Linked DNA regions of Arachis hypogaea: region 1 is linked to region 2. The links are chromatin contacts, called in public Hi-C maps. All regions are on one chromosome and are shown on one strand. The core of a region is the stretch at or near the end of the contact, and the rest is flanking DNA. Distances in the headings are between cores, read along the strand shown.

Evidence for each region. Hi-C and Micro-C count contacts between places; a contact is called where the count stands out from the background.
Region 1: a contact with region 2 is called in a Hi-C map of leaf, with 6 times the contacts expected there. The contact joins the enhancer-like site here to the promoter of LOC140179107 in region 2. A contact is called at or near these places in 4 of 8 Hi-C or Micro-C datasets (leaf and an unstated tissue).

Annotation. Positions count from the first base shown.
Region 1 is chr15:11,060,626-11,064,755 of arahy.Tifrunner.gnm2.J5K5, reverse strand. It overlaps LOC112749206, which reads right to left. Exons shown (of 4, transcript XM_025797468.2): 2 at 333-422; 3 at 192-259; 4 at 1-79. LOC140173189 (a long non-coding RNA gene) reads right to left here. Exons shown (of 2, transcript XR_011873145.1): 2 at 929-4,130. Among protein-coding and RNA genes, the nearest start is that of LOC140173189, 4.1 kb to the right of the region's middle. Within about 2 kb of position 1,830, at least 1 of the 3 cell types and tissues checked has open chromatin away from gene starts, as enhancers often do.
Region 2 is chr15:10,971,255-10,975,450 of arahy.Tifrunner.gnm2.J5K5, reverse strand. It overlaps LOC140179107, which reads right to left and starts at 2,517. Exons shown (of 2, transcript XM_072217725.1): 1 at 685-2,517; 2 at 1-555. The coding sequence starts at 2,517.

The sequences.
Region 1 (4,130 bases), core at 581-3,080, 90 kb before region 2:
AAATGCACATGGTCTCTCCATATGAACCAGGTGACCCGCATTTTTTATGCCTTCAAATGTTGTCTTATTTCCCAGCAGCCTGTATGTCATGTCATGTATATATATGTTACCATGTCTTTTCAATCACCAGCTAATGAAGGAGGGTAAAACAATAAAAGTATACGTAGGCTCTATGCATATATGATTCTTACTCTTTCATATTGTGTGCAAGCTCCTTTTTGAAAATCTTATCATTCTCACCCCACAGAAGATGAATTCGCTGCATGTAAAGGAAAGAGAACATAGAATTTATGGAGGGGTTAGGAGAATGAGAAACGAATAAAGAAGATTACCTGAGAAAAAATTGGAATGTTGATGTGTTTGTAGCTAATGTGTAAGGCCTCCAAAAGCTCACATCTTTCTTTCCTGTTGCTGAACATCACCTGCCAATTCAACTTATGTTATGCGTTGTCCTTTTTTTTTTTAAGCTTTTCACTTTATATATAAACTTGTTCCGACTTCATTTATACTTAACACTTTTTTCCAACTATATAATTTAACACAAACTGACACATATTAAAATAAAAAAAATGATTATTTGCATAATAAATATTTATGAATATATTTATAGTTTAATTTGTTTCGAAGGTGTATTTTATACTTTAATGTGTATTTTATATGGTTGTGTTAAAAAACTAATCAATTTGTCATGCACAAATCGTATTGATTTTAAATCACAGTAGTGATCACTGAGAGAGAGAGAGAGAGAGAGAGAGAGAGAGAGAAGAGAGAGAGAGAGAGAGAGAGAGAGAGAGAGAAGAGAAGAGAGAGAGAGAGAGAGAGAGAGAGAGAGAGAGAGAGAGAGAGAGAGAGAGAGAGAGAGAGAGAGAGAGAGAGAGAGAGAGAGGAGAGAGAGAGAGAGAGAAAGAGAGAGAGAGAGAGAGAGAGAGAGAGAGAGATTTCAGTTTTTCATTCACACACATTGAGATTTATTTGTACAAGATATTTATACTCATTTTCAGCTTTTAGTTTTACTGAGCGCGAGAGTTAGTTATAGGAAGTTTACACTCTTCTAATTTTTAACTACTCCTTGTTTCTAACTGCTTTGCTGAGTTAGTTTTTGATGTATTCTTATATTCTTCTCTAACTACACCTACATCAACCCTGCTGCTTCATGATTTTCATTTTGCTTTGGAGGTGTACTTACATTAACCCTGCTAATGTGGTCTCTTTTAGCTACTCTGATTTTGGCTCTGAGCCTTAGAAAATTTGATGCTGAGAGTGGCTCTATTAGCATGTCAGAAATCTGATCTTGGGATAGAATATGCTGGATGGTGATTTTCTTTTGCGTAACATAGTCTCTGATAAAATGTTGATTTAGTTCAAAGTGCTTGCTTTTGTTGTGCAGTACAGGATTAGCAACCAGTAGTACAACACTTTGGCTGTTGTTATAGAGACTCAATTTAACCATACAACATGCATTTCAATCAGGAGGTTCTGAATCCAAATAATTTTCGTGAGCCCTGCTGCAAGGCCTCTGTACTCTACTTATATTGAACTCTTTGAGACCGTTGTTTTCTTTTGGCTAGACCAATAGACAAAGTTCTCTCTTAGTACACACAAAATCCACTAGTTGATTTCTTATCATCCATATCACTTCTCCAGTCGGAGTCACAAAATCCGTAGAGTCTATAATCTGTTGACTTATGGAATCGGAGACCATGATGAATAGTCCTGGAAAGATATCGCAATATTTGCTTTACTGCCTTTCAATGGCTCTCAAGGGGATACTGCATGAACTGGGAGGCTTTGTTGACAACATTGGAGATCTCAGGGCGGGTGATTATAGCTTACTGAAGTCAACCTACAATTGATCGATACAAGGCTGGTTTGGGGAAGGGTTCTCCTTCATGAGCTGAGAGTTTCAAGTCAGAGGTCATGGGGGTAGGCATAGGTTTTGCAATGGACATCTCAGCTTTATGGAGAAGATCTTTGATATATTTGGTTTGTAAAATGTGAATTTCTGCTTCATTGTGTCTCACGACCTCTATTGCCCAAAAAGTAGCTCATTTCACTAAGGTCTTTGAGAGAGAAGGTGGAGTGTAACTACTTGAATTTCAGAGTCAGAGGAGACAGTGACCAGAATGTCATCAACATACACATGGATGAATGTGGCTAAGGTGGCTGTAAACTTGGTGAAGACGATGGTAGTGTCTAATCTGGTGTTGTGGAAGCCAAACAAGTGAAGGGTGTATTGTAATTTGGTAAACCAGACTCTTAGGGCCTGCTTTAAGCCATAGAGGGATCTCTGGAGTTGGCAAACATGTTGAGGATGAGCAGACGAAGTGAATCCCTTAGGCTGGGTATAAAGACCTCTTCCTCTAGATCACTGTTGAGGAACGCGTTATTGAAGTCATACTAGCGAACTTTCCATCCTTTTGCAAGTGCAACACTTAACACGACCTTGACAGTGGCTAGTTTAGCCATGGGGTTGAAGACCTGATCAAAGTTGATGCCTTCTTTCTGATGGAATCCATTCGCGCCAAGTCTTGCCTTGTACTTCTGCACCATGCCGTCAGGATACTTCTCGATGTGGAATACCCACTTACAGCCAATGACAGGGGCTGTGTGAGTGGGCCTGCCTGTGAGCCACCATGTATTCTTATGAATTAGGGCTTTATATTCCTCTTGCATCGCCTCACGCCAGTGGGAACTGCTCAATGACTCAGCCATGGAGTTAGTCAACCACCACCACAAGAGCACGATCACAAACCCGAGTGCACGAGTAAGAGTCTGCGTCTGCTGTCGCTATAGGAGCACGATCGCACCGGCCAAAATCGCCAGTCGCCGTAGTCACAAGAGCCAGAGTGCACAGAACCCAAGTTCCCAGACTAGAATTGGCATCAACCACTACCATAGAAGCATGATTACGCAGGTGAATCCCCTCTCTAACTACTGTAACATATGTTTTTGGCTTAAAGATCCCTGATTTGCTCTTGGTTTGCATTGAGTGGACATTTGATGTAGGGACTTCCACAGACGATTATGGCAGCAGCACTTCGACAGACAGTAGTGGCAACGGTTCCTACAAAGATCTCAATTCAACACTTGCAAGGGAGTTCTAATAAGGGGAAACATCAACAATAGTATCAGAAAATGCAGGATAAGACACAGACGCAAGAAGTAATGACTCAGGTATGCAATTAACAATATTGGAAGCATTATATAATGGATGTATGGAATTAGGTGTTCGATTGTGGGGTGGGGAACAGGTAGGGTGGGTCGAGGGCTGTTGTGTAGGTGTTGAGGTTGTGGGAAGATGGGAGTGATGGTCAAGGGAGAGGCTAAAAGGCTGAGTTGAGGACTGCTGTGCTTGTTGCACAACTGAGGATATAGTGAGGGTGGTATTAGAAGGGAAAGTAAGAGAGGATTTTGGTTGGATTGGGCTATAGATGGTGATGACGGGGAGTGATAGAAGGTATTGAAGAAGTGGGGATATGGGAATTCGAATTCGTTGAAGATGATGTTTCTGGATGTGAATTCCTTTCTTGATGGAGATAAACATTTATACTCTTTCTGATTTCCTGTGTACCAAATGAATATGCATTGGTGAGACTTGTGGTTGAATTTGTGAGGGTTGTAGTGTTTGAGTAGGGGGTAGCAGGCACAACCAAATGGTTTAAGGAACGAGTTGTTAGGTTTGCAGCCAATGAGAAGCTCGAGAGGTGATTTGTAGGAGAGTGTTTGGCTAGGCAGTCGTGATGAGATAGATCGCAAAGAGGGTGGCATCTCCCTAGAAAGATAGAGGCAGAGAAGCTTGGGCCATTAGTGTGAGGGTGATTTCAGTGATGTGGCAGTGTTTTCTTTCAACAGTACTATTTTGTTGGTGGGATTATGGGCAGGTTAGTCTGTGATGGAGTATTGGAGTCGAGATAGGCTTTGAATGTGGCTGAGAGATATTCACAAGCATTGTCTATTTGGAGGGATTTGATCTTCAGACTTATCCTATTTTCAATGAGCGCTTTAAATTTCACAAAAGCATCAAAGGCTTGGTCTTTTGTCTCTAACAGATAGGTATAGGTACATCTGGTACTTGAATCAGCGAAACAAATATAGTATTTGTGGCCAAGTCTACTGTGAACAGGGGCTGG
Region 2 (4,196 bases), core at 1,268-3,767:
AGGAAAATCATCCTTAGGGCAAGCTTTGTTTAGATCTCTAAAATCCACGCAACACCGGATCTGCCCATTCTTCTTTTTCACTAGCACTATGTTGGCTAACCAAGAGGGGTGTTGTATTGGTTTGACAAACTTGGCTGCGAGTAACTTTTCGATTTCTTTCTTTACTTGAGCTTCTATTTCATTGGAGAATTTTTTAGGAGCTTGCTTGACAGGAGTTGCTCCTTTCCTCACGGCTAAATTGTGGGTCACTAGGTTTAGATCTAACCCTGGCATTTCATCATAGTTCCAAGTGAACACATCTCTGAACTCTGTTAATAATGCTATCAAATCCCTTTTCTCCTTCTCCCCTAGAGTTTTACACATGAACAAAGGCCTCGGGTGTTCTTCAGTCCCTAAATTAATCTCTTCCAACTCTTCCTCCTTCTGCTTTGCTTCATCTTGGAGTTGGACAGGGGCATTTTCTATGCTGCTTTGCAGATGTTCTTTTTTTTGTATACTTAGGATGTCGGGGCCAGGGGAGTTCTGGTAATTTTCCTCCGCTGGACCCCCGAGTTCCTATAGGATACACCACCGATATCCTCCACCTGGGAGAATTTCCTTACGAAGCCCTAGGTCTTCGATTGTTGTTGCTCGTTTTTTGGTGTTTTCTTTTGGTGCTTCCTCCCTCAGGGTGTCCTTCCGTACTGCTTTTTGTCTGGGTGTTCCAATGGTGCATTCCTGTACAGGCCTTATTTTGTTGACCCCTGGTAACGTAAGCTCTTCATAGAAACTCGCATCCACTAAATGTGCTTCTCCCGCATCAAAGGGTGTTACAGTGGCTGAGATGCTAATATCCTTCCCTCTCCAGCTAGACTTTATGCATTGATGCCAACTTGAAGGAACGCACCGATGTAAATGAATCCATGGACGTCCCAGTAGGATGTGGTAGCTAGAGCTTCCATCCACCACATGAAACTTATTATTGGTCTTTATGGGGCCAACCTCCAAGATAGCATTAACACACCCTCTAGATTTCACACCCACTCCATTAAAAGCATTGAGCCCGACTTGAGTAGGCCTTATCTGATCAGCAGAACCTCCCATTTCTAGAAATATATGAGTGGGTATGATGTTTACCCCTGATCTAGCATCCACCAAGGCCCTTCTGACCTTCATGCCTTCTACCACTGCTTCCACGTACAATGGTTTATTATGGTAGAACTCCCCATTAAATGAGTCAGGGTCCCGAAACACCAGGGCGTTTGCATGGGCCTTTGCTAATCTTGTGAGCTGAGCGTTGATACCCCCAAAACCTTTTTCATGCTTCTGAATAACTCCTATTAGAGCTCTGGCCACCTCTTTCTGAATGTGGGGTTCTAAGCCAAGTTGGTTGAACATGATTCTACAACCTCGAGACTTCAAAAGACCTCTTGTCAACGTGTCTTCATCCAAGGACTCCTCCATGGTGACCATCTCTTCTGCTTTATCTACGATCTCTGTCAGCATTACCTCTTCTTCAACGCCTATCATTCGAACATCATGTTGAGGAAAAGGAGTGTTTTTTACACCTTCTTGGTTTTGTTCCCCATTTAGGAGTATCTTCCCTTCCTTCACTTGCCTATGAAACATCGTCCTCACCACATAACAATCGGTCAACCCATGGCCCTTATTGCGGTGCACCATGCAATATCTTGGATCTCTCAAGTCTTCAGGGGTTGGTGGCTCTCTATCTGTTCTGGGGTTTAATGTTCCATCCTCAAACCATCCATTTACGACAACCATGGCCTGAGCTCTGGAGAGAGGTAGTGGGGGTGGAGGACTGTTTATCTTTGCACCCCTAGAATAGAAACTCCTTCTGCCCCTGCCATCAGCGGCACACACTTCCAGAGGGGAAACTTCTTTATATCTCCTTCCATTGCGCTTCATTACCTCGGTTATGTTAGATGCTCTCTTTAAGAGCTCAAAGAAAGTGTTTATGTTGCTCATAGAAAGATAAATTTGGGATCCATCTTCCACATTTCTAATACACCCGTACACCAATTGTGGCTCTGGGAGAGTGTCTATATAAAGTAAAGCTTGATCTCTGTACCTCTTGACGAATGCAACTAATCCTTCTCCTTGTCTCTGTTTCACTCTCCCCAGGTCCTTGATGTGCATGGAGGATTCCTCTTCCAGGAACTTGTTGCAGAACTCCGTCACTAATTGCTCCCAGGTGTTGATGCTACTGGCTTTCAACTTGCAATACCACGTGAACGTCTTTCCTGTCAGTGATTTTGAGAACTCTTTGATCTTGAGCTCTTGGTGGTTCCTGAACATCCCGAGATCGTCCAAGAATAACAGGATGTGTTCTTTGGCACTTCCAGCACCATCAAATTTATGAAAGGTAGGTGGTTGGTACCCCTTAGGGTATGGTTTTGCCAAAATATGATGCCCGAATGGTGGACTTATCTCCCAAGTGGGTTCACTTGCTTCTCCTTTGTCCTTTAGAATACGTGCCAACTCCCTACGAGTGACTGGAGTGTTCTTGTCTTCCTCCATATTCTCCTAGTTCGCGAATGGAGGCGGTGAGGGGGTTCTATACCTCGTTTGATCTCTAGCCATAATTTTCGTGATCAAAGCTTGCATCTTTGTTTGGTTGTCTATCATATAGTTGTACACATGAGCAGGAATGGTTACATGAGTGTGCATGCCAGTGGTACCTCCAGCATGGGGTGTGAAGAAATTTGTATAGGCATGAGCTCCTTCTCGTCCTGCACCCAGATTCTGCTGCTCCATGTGTTCCTCTTCTTGGTTGTGCCCGTCCTTGTCTTGAGGTGATCCCAAGCTGAGGTTGAGATCCTGAGGAGTTATTGAGCGTCTCTTAGGTGCTCGATTCTGCCCAGGATGAGTATTGCTAGATTCAGCCATCACGTCGAAGTGTTCCTCCCCAGTGGAGTCGCCAGATGATTCGGGTGGGTTTCGTGAGAAATAGATTAAGTGAAAAATAATAGTTAAGGTGAGAGATTAGGGGTAAGTAAACTTGTGAGGAAGACACTTCTATTAATGGCAAATAAGCAATACAAGAACTAATAGTGAGGAAGAGAGGTGGAGAACAAGTGTTGAGACCTCCACTAATGTCACAAGAGGATGAACGAACTTTGTTTAAAGTGGACAGGAATGGTTTACAGAGAAGAGAAGCTCTCAGAAGAGGATGAAGGTGAAGGTGAAAGTAAAGGATAAAAAGGGTTTCAAAGTCTGTGAAGAAGAAGATGATCAAGGTGAAAGTGAAAAGTGAGAGTGAAGGATGAAGGATGAAGGAAAAGATGATTTACAGAGGTGGCTTGAGGTCCTTTTTATAGCATAAAACCATGATGAAGAGGACACCACTTGGCCAATGGTTTTAGTCTGACATTTGGTTTACTGCTCTTTCCAAAATATCTTTAGGTATTTGGGATCACCTCAAGTCTTATCAACTGAAAAGGGTAGGAAGTTGATTCCCACACGTTAAACTAAAGCTCCTGACATGTGACATTAGTGAAGGGACATCTAGTTTGGTTTTCTTTCAACTAGATGACACCTTTACACTCCAAATCCAACCAATCCACTTCCACCAATATAGTTCTCACTGAAGAGAAATTCAACTCCTCAAGGTGTTCTTTTGGGTTCCATCCTTTTAGCCCAATACCTTTAGGAGGAACTTAACTCTTTTTTGACCATGTTTGTAGGTCATTATAAAAATTAATGATGTACAAAAAGGGTTTATATTTTTAGTACACAATCATATATGAATAGGAACGCCTTCTGCCCCTGCCATCAACAATCATATAAAAATTAATGGTGGAGGACTGTTTTTGTTAGGGCCCTTAGAATAGGAACGCCTTCTGCCCCTGCCATCAACAACACACACCTCCAGAGGGGAAACTTCTTTAGATCTCCTTCCATTACGCTTCACTGCCTCAGTTATGTCAGATGCTCTCTTTAAAAGCTCAGAAAAAGTGTTTATGTTGTTCATAGAAAGATAAATTTGGGATCCGTCTTCCACATTTTTAATACACCCGTACACCAATTGAGTGTATATACAAAGTAAAGCTTGATCTCTGTATCTCTTGATAAATGCTACCAATCCTTCTCCTTGTCTCTGTTTCACTCTTCCTAGGTCCATGATATGCATAGAGAGTTCCTCTTCTAGAAACTTGTTGCAGAACTCCGTCACTAATTTCTCCTAGGTGTTGATGCTA